2 separate regions of the Zea mays genome follow, and region 2 is linked to region 1. The links are chromatin contacts, called in public Hi-C maps. All regions are on one chromosome and are shown on one strand. Each heading gives the region's core, a stretch centred on a gene start, on an enhancer-like site or on the middle of the called end of the contact. The rest is flanking DNA. Distances are from core to core; before and after follow the strand shown.

Region 1 (4,980 bases), core at 1,851-4,350:
CTACTTGAAAATCCTCCAATGCAAAAGTTGCTTGGTTTTTGATGTTCTACCATTTTGATATTTACAATTTGGTCCAAAAGTGTATAGAATTTGAATTCACCCCTAGGGTACAAATTAGGGTTTTCTAGGGTTTCTTTTAGGGTTTTGAGCACTCTAGGGTTTTTGTGCCACTCAAATCCATAACTCTTGGTCTCTTATGAATATTTCCAATGACTTTTGAGATATTACCCATTTTGGCTTACTATTACCCACATGCCCTAATCCCAGGGTTGAGTACCCTACCCTATGGTTAAGAATACTTCAAATCACCACATCACAATATGAAATGCCAATGCATATGATGTCATGCTCAAGTTTTAGTGCCAGTAACACCAGGGGTGTTACATCCTTCCCCCCATAAAAGAATCTCGTCCCGAGATTTAAGGTCCTAGGGTAAGTAGTGGAAAAGGAAACACGTCACATCTTTATTTCCTTATTTATCTTACAGAGCAGGGGGTGGTATGGGGTTTGTTCCAACTTTACAATCAGATATACACATCTTACAAGTTATATGAAGCTAAAAACCTAGGAAAAATTTTCTCCAAGAAGTCTTGAGTCTCCCAGGTAGCTTCATCTTCAGTATGCTGGTTCCATTGTACCTTATAGAATTTGACGGTTCTTTTTCGAGTGATCATGTCCTTCTGATCCAAAACTCGAATGGGATGTTCTGAATAAGTCAAATCTGGTTCCAAAGCAACATCCACCACATCGATGGTTCGATCAGGAATCCGAACGCACTTCTTCAATTGGGATACATGGAACAGATTATGTACTTGTCACACCCGGGTTTCGAGGCACCAAGACCCGGGCGCGAACATAATCACCAGGTGTGCTAGGACCAAGTCTCACATATATGATGAATCATGGCACATGATCGAATGTCACATATTTACTATATAATAGGAGTTCTGTACAAAATAAATAAATAATTATATTATAAGGAGACAACGGTCCAGCAACCCAAAGTTGACTGGGAGACGATGGCCTAGACCTCTCACGAACTCGTCACAGCATCCTCCAAGCGCCCCATCCTACGGTACCTATTCTTGACCTGTGGGGGTGTGAGACAGCAAGAGTGAGCTCACATACGTTCATAGCTCAACAAGTTGTGGGGAATAATGTGTATGAACTCACCAAAGATGGGAGCTAATGTGAAGTGTAAGGCTTACCAAAGAGAATGGTTGAAGCTGAGCATTGCTTTTAAAGTTGGTCAAAATTTTATTAGCAATTACTAAGTATAAGTAAATACTAACCCAATTAAGTAGTAGAACAAAAGTAATAACAACACCTGCGATGCAAGGCATATGACAAATTGAATTTAGTTCCATAAATTAATCATGTGAGTGTCCGAGCTTCTCATGACCGTGAGAACGGCTAGTATACCAGTTTTACACTCTGCAGAGGTTGCACAACTTTACCCATAAGTCATATTACCAATCTACCAAGAGACGGCCAATCCCATACACCTCTACCGAGGAGGCGAGGCAGGGTAACACTACGAGGCCTTTACAAAGTTCCACTAGCTTCAGAAAACCCACTACAGTTTCTAGGAAGCTCCAATGCAAGGATCCCTCGCGTGACCGCCATCGCAGCAAAATCAACCCAAGGACCTCCCTACACTGACCACTCCCCTATTGCTCTTGCCCCTTTCGGGTTAGGTAGTCATCCACTAGCTTTCCTAACTAATCAGCCAAGGGCGTCCCATACCACCCTTGTGGTAGCACTGTTTTCCTGGGTGGTTCTCCATGTTCCAATGAACATAATGATCTTAACATGAACAGTAAATAACAACTGATAATAAAATATAATATGAATAAAATGTATCTTTATACCCAAAACAACATAAAGCAATAGCAAGTACTACCCAAAAATTCAGTGGTAAACAAGGTACAAAGATAGTCAAACTAGGGTAACCTATTGGGTCCCATCAAAATTAACCTATACAGATCATGATGATTAATCAGAACATGACTGGATAAAAAGAAGTGATCAAGGGCACAACTTGCCTGACACTTGAGAAGGTACCAACTTCCTCTTCAGATGACACGTGTCCTCACTACTAAATGTAGCAATACAGATAAACATGGTAAAGGAAAAATTAGCATCACACCAAACATAAGAATAAACTTCATAATAATAGTCTACACGCTGTAACGAGATCGTAGGATCAAGAATCACTAAAATCGGAATTACTATTAAGGAGTTGTGATTTATAAAAGATCTATGTGATTTAAAATATTAAACTATATTATAAATTAGTTAGTATAAATCATATGAGAGATTATTCTATAAATAATTATCTCAACTTTAATCTAAGTCATTAATTGATTAAAGATCATCTAGCCAAATTATAATCATAAGATCATAATACTATATTAATATTAAAATGAGCTAACCCAGAAAAACATAGATTAGTCAAATTAGTTACCTAATTATAAAAGTATGGGTTATCATATAATCAATATTGCTACTTCGTAGTAAATATTTATATGAAGCTAATGCAACTCGAACGGGTCAAATTGGAATTAAAACAAAGAAGTTATGAATTTCCAAAGTTCGTATGCTTGCTACAAAATTAATTGAGTAATGAATTCTAGTATGGGTTTCATGTTAAAACAGTGTTAACAAGTAATAGACAATATTAATACAAAATTATAGGAACTAGAATGGACTAAAAAGGAGCTAAAATGAATTTTCCAGGAACTAAAGAAGTTTATGCAATTATTTTTATATTGAAAATCATTTCTGAATTGAATTTCTTGGGTTTTATTAACTATCTGGACTGCGCTTATAATACTGAGAAGCTCCGGGGTTCTGCACAAAATTCCTAAGACTCATACTACAGTCATGGTGAACTGTGGGTTTATAACCTAAATAAAATTGCAGGGTCTCATTTGTAAAGCGCCAACGCGAAGGGGTATGGATAGATTTCGGCCGCTGGATCGTGCACCGAGGGTCCAGATTAAACATAATTAAAACGAACTGGTACGGAATAGAGGCCACCGGATCCAGATCGAACGGCCCGGATTTTCACTCGAATCGTTATGCGCTCGTTTAATCCCGCACGTTGGTCGAAGATCCAACGATCCACAATCGCTATAGCTGAAACGCAGCACATCTAATCTCCACCGTGGATTTCCAGATCAACGTCTCCTACCCTTTCTTCTACCTCTGACCGACCGTCCGCCATGGTGATCGCTAGCCCTCGATGGCGCTATGAAGGCGCGATGCCCCAGGCGAACCTATGCCCCATCACCCACTGTACCCAATGCCACACGATGCAAGGAGCTTGGCGAAAGGAATAGGCATTCTTACCGGTGACCCAGGTGTTGTTGACGCCGGCCGCAGAGAACGGAAACGCACGGTCATGCTTAACGTCGTTGAGGCATCAGGAGTATCCCGCGCCCAGGCCCGCCCACAATCTACTCTCCCTCCACAGCTCCCTATCCGGCCCCTGAACGTCGTTCCCAACGCCAGGTGATGCCGGCGGCTACAACTTCTCTCTCTCCCTCTCGATCCGCTCCCCTTCGATCTCCCGCTGCTGACTCCCTCCATGATGCAGCTCGATGTTGGTGCTCGATGGACATTAAGGAGGTCGGGCGTGGCTTATATGGTTGTGAGGAGAGCGACCCAGGGTGTATTCGATGAGGTAAGATCCAGAAGAACTCCGGGCGAGCTGTTACGAAGGGCGCCAAGAATTCTGCCGTCTGTTAGCGCCTAAAGCGGAGAAGAGATAGGGAGGGGGAGTAGATAGATCCGTCGGGTGGAGCCCAGACGGCGGTCTCTGTATTACGTGGGCGCGCGACGCAGCGGAAGAAAAGGCATCCGACGAGTTGGTCCTACGGTCAGCGACCCAGCGCATCGGGGCCACGTGGCAGTGGCGCAATGGAGAGCAGGCGCGCGAGGGAGAGGAGTCAACTGCAGGAGGAAGAGTGGATGACACAGGGCCCCGCCTGTCATTCACACGTGGAAAAAAGGAAAAAGGAAGGGAGGGGGAATGGGCCCGCGGGATGAGATGGGTATTGGGCCGAAACTGTAGATTCTACCCTGCCTAGTTCTCATTTCCTTTTTCTTTTCTTTGGATTTTCATTTTTTTGATTTCTATTTCAATTTCATATTAAACTCAGATTTGAATTTCAACCTTTAAATTTTCTAGAGGAACAAATAGAATCTCAACATCATGTGCACTACTTAACCTATTTATTTAGTTACTTCAGTATTTATTATTTTATTTAGACAATGTTTTCAACATGAAATACACACACCATATTTATTTCAATATATTATTATTTTGGGTGTGTAGTCAAATTAAAGGTATATTCAAAAATTCTCCCTTTGTTTTAATAGGACCATTTTTCCAATGTCTAATTTTTATTATGATTTATTTTTGTTTTTCTTTCTCAATTTCTATTTTATGTTTTCATTTAAAGTTCTAACGTCAAATTCAAGTTATGTCTTAAATAAAATGCCTTACACAAATATGATAAGCAAGGGATGCATTTCCTTCATTGTTTATTTAATGGTTGCTTAACTAATTTGATATTATTAATTGATTATAAATAGGAAGGGTCCTAATATATTATCAAAGGTTTCAAAAATTCTAGAAACATTATCATAAATATATTTATTTATTTATCTTTTTTACCATTTTTAGGTCTTACAGTATTGCAGATAATGTTTTAGGTAGTTGAAGTATGTACGCCACTGGTCCGCATTGCTCAAGAATGGGAAACAGACCAATATATCGGGGTGCCAACTTTCTTTTTACCCCGAACCGATTAACACCCTTCATCAGTGATACCTTCAGGTATACATAATCCTTGACTTGAAAGACCAAAGGTTGGCGTCGTTTATCCGCATAGCTTTTCTGCCGAGCTTGAGCTTCTTTCAAGTGGTGACTTATCCGTTGAACTTTTGTCTATGTTTCTTTGACCATGTCGG
Region 2 (5,784 bases), core at 2,476-4,975, 170 kb after region 1:
GATTATCAATGCATGCATACTAAGTAAATCACATGGTAGAATTGCTCGTTCTCAATTCATATTCTTGAGCAAACCTACATGGTTTAAAATGTTTAATTAAGCACGGCACATAGCTTATTTAACATAAGTAAATGACACTAATGATTCAAAAACTTATATCCTACAATTAGTATCATTTAACTTATATGTGCCAAAGCTTAGATTATAGATAATTTGCCCCTCTTGATATCAAAATCTATGTGCATGTCTCCTACAAGTATTCAAAACTTGTATGCACACTTTCAGGGGGAGGTTACTCTATAATCTAAGACTTTGAGACTAATACTTTTTCGAGTATATTTCATGTAGTAGTCTCATTGTAAGAAAAATGAAGTCCCCGGAGAAAGACAACAAGCTTCCACTGCAAATCTGCAAGAACTCTTATGCCTCACAAGCCTACCATTTGTCTTCAAATGGTCTGCCATTGATTTTCAATTGGTAACTTTGAGACTACATTTGGCATCATGTACATGTCTTCTCCAATATTTGGTTAGACTATATTTCATATCTTATACTTCCCATGTTGCTATACATGCATAAGTAGTTAAATCATATTCTGTTACCTATGCATAAGGGAAGTTAGTCTAATCAAATCATGTCTTGCACCTCTATTTTCACATGCTTTTTCCTAAGTAGAAGATCTCTGTCAGGTGGAGTATGTCTTCGTCTCTAATGGGGGGAGAAAATTCTTTCTAAAGGAGAACACTCATTTAGGGGGAGTTATAATGTCAAGTTCTTCAATTGGTTTTAATTTACAAATCTTTTATGAGGGCAAATCCTTTTTGCTTCATACATGCTTTTAATGTCTTCCTTTTCAGTGGTTGATGCCAAAGGGGGAGAAGTTTAGGGACCAAAGCAATGGAAATTGTATCAAACACCAAACACCACCAAATTAAAAAAAATTTATCCTTCAAGTGGTCTTGGCTCTTTGGTATAAAATAGGAAGTAAGTGAATTATGGAGTTAGGGGGAGGCTTAAGTCCATAGTATCACACTATGGGGACAAACATGCATCCTAGCAAGTAGATTGCATATTTCCATTCAAATGTTTGTTATATTTGCTTGCTTTGGTTGTGTTTTCATCAATCACCAAAAGGGGGAGATTGTAAGGAAAATGGACCCCGGGCCATTTGGCTAAATAAGTTTTGGTGTTTGATGATCAACATAACATGTGGACTAATGTGTTTGCTAGTGTTTGTGTTTGTAGTTCACAGGATGCTAAAGTTACTTGGACCAAGACAATAAGGAAAGCAACACCACAAAAGAAGACATTATGAAGATCAAGTGAAGTCCAAGAAACAAAGGAAGTATTGCTAGCGGACTGTTTGGTCGGGAGCACCAGACTGTCCGGTGCCACACGCCGGACTGTCCGGTGCACCAGGAACAGTAGCCCTAACGGCTAGTTCCAGGTGGCACTGTGGAGAAAAGAACACTGGACTGTCCGGTGTCACATCCGGAGTGTCCGGTGTAAAAAGCATGCGCATCAACGGTCGGCTGCAGTGTCAGACCAACGGCTAGGCGCACCGGACAGTGAACATTGCACTGTCCAGTGCACCACCGGATTGTCCGGTGTGCCGCAGAGAGCACAACTTTTCTCCAACGGCTATATTTCAGTTGGGGGCTATAAATACACCCCCAGTCGGCCATTCCAAGGTGTGAGAGCCCAAGCAACATACCAAGGCATATAGTAGACATTCCCAAGAGCTCATACACTCAAGTGCTTAATAGAATCACTCTGTGATTAGCATAGGTGCTTTGCGAAGTGCTTAGATTAGTTAGACCGCTTTAGCGCTTGCTCTAGGTGAACCCTAGTTAGTTGAGCGAGTTTTGTAAAACCACACAACCCCTCAGCTCTTGCGCGAGCCGTTGTAATTGTACCGAGTGGGACGAGAGTCTTGCGAGACCGTGACAACCGCGTTTGTCTCACGGTCACCAACGTGTGCCGAAGGGAACGAGGCCCGCAGCGTTTCAGCTGGAAGCTCGATAGTGGAGACGGCGGGGAGCGTCCGATAGGAGCCGGAAGCGTGGCACCACTTGCACGTGGAGAAGGCCCACGACTCTCTACGGAGTTACTCAACCGAGGTGTTTGGCCCTCGCGTGGGCTTCCTTTGCGTAGGGACACCAACGAGGATTTTCGGGACCTTACGTGGTTCCGGATACCTCACTAAAAATATCGGCGTCATCCACGAAAGTTTGCATCTCTACCTCACTCTTTAGCTTCCGCATTTATATTAAGCATTTAAGTTTCAATCTTGTCTTTATACTTATATTGTTGTAGATTGAAACTTAGTCATTGCGGTAGAGATAACAAACACTTAGACAAAACCTAGTTTGCACATTCTAGTTTGATTAATTGCATATGTTTTTATTTGTGTCCTAGTTTAGAGAAAGTTTTAGAAGTACTAATTCACCCCCAAAGACGTCACTTGTTTCTTTCACTCTCGTTGCAGCGTATCTTCGTGTCGTTGCCTTTCGTAGTCCTTGAATCGCTGCTAATCCTCAGCCGACAGACTCTCGAGAGTCGGCTTCATGATGTTACTGTGAGAAACATCGGTGCAAACCTTTGAACCGGTCATATGTGGCTGATTTTCGATAGATCACACCTAACTATGTCCCCAGCGGAGTCGCCAAAAAGTGTGTTGGCTCTGATTCGGGACCAAACATCAGGAGCATACCACCTGCGGTGCTCTTTGCGGCGGCGCAGACGGTCCGCGATCCTGCGGCAGGAGCGGGTTCCTTTGCTCGTGTGTTGGACTGTCCATGCTATAGGTCGGATGGTCCGCGCGTGCACAGAGGGTCAAAGATCCCTAGAGCTTGCCCCTTGAGAGGGACCCGTCAGGGAGGAGAGTTCCAGGGTGTGCTCTAGGATCGACAGACCACCCAGGACGTCCCTAAACGACGTAGAATCGAAGAGAGATGAAGATTTGGGGTCAGGGAAAGACTAAACTAGGTCTAGATTACTCCTACTCCTAATGCGATGAAGGTTTATTGGTTCAATTGTTGATACGCGCAATCGATCGTACCCTTTCATATAGAGAGAGGTTTGGACCCGTTTCTAGTCATTTTCCAATAAAATCCGCGTATTTAGTTGGATAAACACGAACGGGAAAGGAGATACTCGTCTGATCTAATCTAATCGCGGATCGTGTGGACCACGTGGCGGACCGTCCAGGCTTCTTGAAGTACCATATATGGTGCTCAACCAGCCTAGCCCTTACGGAGGCGCATTGGTGCGTTGAGGCGCCGGCACCATGGCGGCCGGCTCGTATCGTATGCGATACGGAGCTGTCACTGTTGCACAATTACCGAACCTGTGTCTATTGTCTAGTCAGTGTCAGTTATATGCAAAGATAATATTGCAAACACCGAACCCTGACCAGATCATGCTCGCATCATCACTGCCAGCCAACTACGAGTGAGTAGCACAACCAGTCGTCCCAAAAATCAAGATTATATATAATCACAAGTAACAACAGCTTCAGACATATGTCGAGTTCAGCTACGTCAACCCGAATTATTCCTGTCGACTTCGGGACACATATTTATATTTTCACCGACGGAGACATGCCCGTTAACCGGATCGCCGGACCTGTTCGTGCCGTCGCCCAGGGCTGCCGGCCGGCGTACGCGGACGGAGGCGCCAGCCCGGCATCTGGCGCCCCTCCAACACTGCCGTTTGGCCGCACCTGCATGTCCCCTGCGACCGACCGCAATGCAAGGCGGCCCCCGGCCCTTCCCCTGCTTCGTAGCCTCCGCCCCGTCGTCCGCTTCGAACGTGCCAGCTTCGGCCCGAGCTTTTGACACACCCCTCGCACGCGGAACCCGATCGAGCTCCAAACTCCTGGCGTCTCAGCCTTGCTTGCCATGCCCAGCTCGTAGCCTTAGACAATCAGGCACCGAGCGCGGGCGCCGTTGCTCCTGAGCACCTCATCCGGCGCTGGCACTTGTTCTTGCTCCGTCCTGACTCCTGAGCCATTATGGCGAAGGCTGTGGCTGTCACTGCACTTGCAGCAGCACTCGTAGTGCTGCTGCTGCTTGCATGCTGCCCATGTCGGGCGCGAGCTGACGAATCGGCCAACGTCACGGCGTCGCTCGTCAGCTTCTTGACCGCGCTGGCCGGCGACGACGGCGGGCAGACGGCGATCAGGCTGAGGTGGAACGCGTCGATCAACCCGTGTGTTCCCGGCACCAAAGCCTCACTGTGGAGCGGAACCGTCCAGTGCTTCGACCGAGGCGTAAACGACGGGCACATCAAGAGGATCGACCTCGACGAGCAGGGCCTGAACGGCACCATCGACGCGGCGCTGCTCTGCGCCGCGCCGGCTCTCCGCGTGCTGAACTTTCACAACAACAGCCTGCGCGGCGGCCTCCCCGCGGGCATCTCGGCCTGCTCGGGACTCACCCACCTGGTCGTCAGCGGCAACCGGCTCTCAGGTAACCTGCCGTCTTCGCTCGCCCAGTCCAGGAGCTTACGCGTCATCGAGGTTTCCGGAAACAACTTCTCCGGCGAGCTCCCCGGGGGCCTCGGCAGGCTCAACCTAGAGAGGTTCTTGGCGAACGACAACCATTTCGACGGCACCATCCCGGACTTCGACCTCGACAGCATTGTGGGCCTCAGCTTCGACGTGTCCAACAACAACCTCACCGGACCAATCCCCAAGGACGCTGTCAGGTTCGGCAAAGGGAGGTTCTGGCCTAACGCCGCTGGCATATGCGGCGAGCCCTTATTCGCTCCTTGCCCGTCGCCGACGCCGCCCAGCTCGGGCTCCGAGGCCGAAGACGACGGGAAGGGGGGTGACAAGGACAAGGAGAAGAAAAGAACAGTGCCTAAGATCGTCATGTATCTCGGCTACGTCCTCCTGGGCGCCGCCATACTGGCCTTCGTCCTGTACAGGTTCTGCTTCAAGAAGAAGCGGAGCAAGCTGGGGCGGAATTCCAAGCCCAGCGGAGGCAGGGCCGTGTACGACAGCAGCAGGATGACGACGACCACGACCACGACGTCGGCGACCCCGAGCAAGACGGCCTATTCGCTGCCGACGTCGGGCGAGCACAGCACGGTCGCCGCCGAGGCGGGCGCGCCGTCGGCCTCGCTGGTAGTGCTGCGCCGATCGGGCACAGCCTCGATCACGTCCAACGCCGCGGCGGCGGCGGCCAAGAACCTGCGGTTCGAGGACCTGCTCAAGTCCCCCGCGGAGCTGCTGGGCCGCGGCCGCTTCGGGAGCTCGTACAAGGTGGTGGTGCCCGGCGGTGCGGCGCTAGCGGTGAAGCGGGTGAGGGACGCGGCGGTGGACGAGGACGAGTTCCGGCGGCGGATGGAGCGGGTCGGGCTCGCCAAGCACCCGGCCGTGCTACCGCCGCTGGCGTTCTATTGCGCCATGCAGGAGAAGTTGCTGGTGTACGAGTTTCAGAGCAACGGCAGCCTCACCAAGCTTCTGCACGGTAACCTTCTTCGCGTGCGCACTCTTTTTTTAGCTTCTCAGACTGTTTTTATGTACGGGCGTAAATAAATGAAATTCGTTTAATTTTTACAAATCAGTGAGCGATGTTCCATTCCATATCAGATACCTTGGCTCGGCTCCATGGTATATACTCATATTTTGACGTAACTTTTTTAGGTGCAAAGTAGCCCATGCCTTCTTAAATCCTAGTTTGGGCCGTATTCAGCCGACCATCGTGTAGCCCGTTCTTTTCATAGCTGAAATTGTTCGAGCCCATAAGTTTAGCCTAGTCCATTTCGCATTGGGAA

What was found. Hi-C and Micro-C count contacts between places; a contact is called where the count stands out from the background.
Region 2: a contact with region 1 is called in a Hi-C map of leaf, with 4 times the contacts expected there. The contact joins the promoter of LOC103632681 here to the enhancer-like site in region 1. A contact is called at or near these places in 2 of 25 Hi-C or Micro-C datasets (endosperm and leaf).

The regions. Positions count from the first base shown.
Region 1 is chr7:107,758,076-107,763,055 of Zm-B73-REFERENCE-NAM-5.0, forward strand. No RefSeq gene overlaps it. Among protein-coding and RNA genes, the nearest start is that of LOC103632680, 100 kb to the left of the region's middle. Within about 2 kb of position 3,101, at least 17 of the 20 cell types and tissues checked have an H3K27ac peak or open chromatin away from gene starts, as enhancers often do. A contact at or near this core is called in leaf, where this site is marked.
Region 2 is chr7:107,930,001-107,935,784 of Zm-B73-REFERENCE-NAM-5.0, forward strand. LOC103632681 (probable inactive receptor kinase At2g26730) reads left to right here and starts at 3,726. Exons shown (of 2, transcript XM_008654427.2): 1 at 3,726-5,477. The coding sequence starts at 4,016.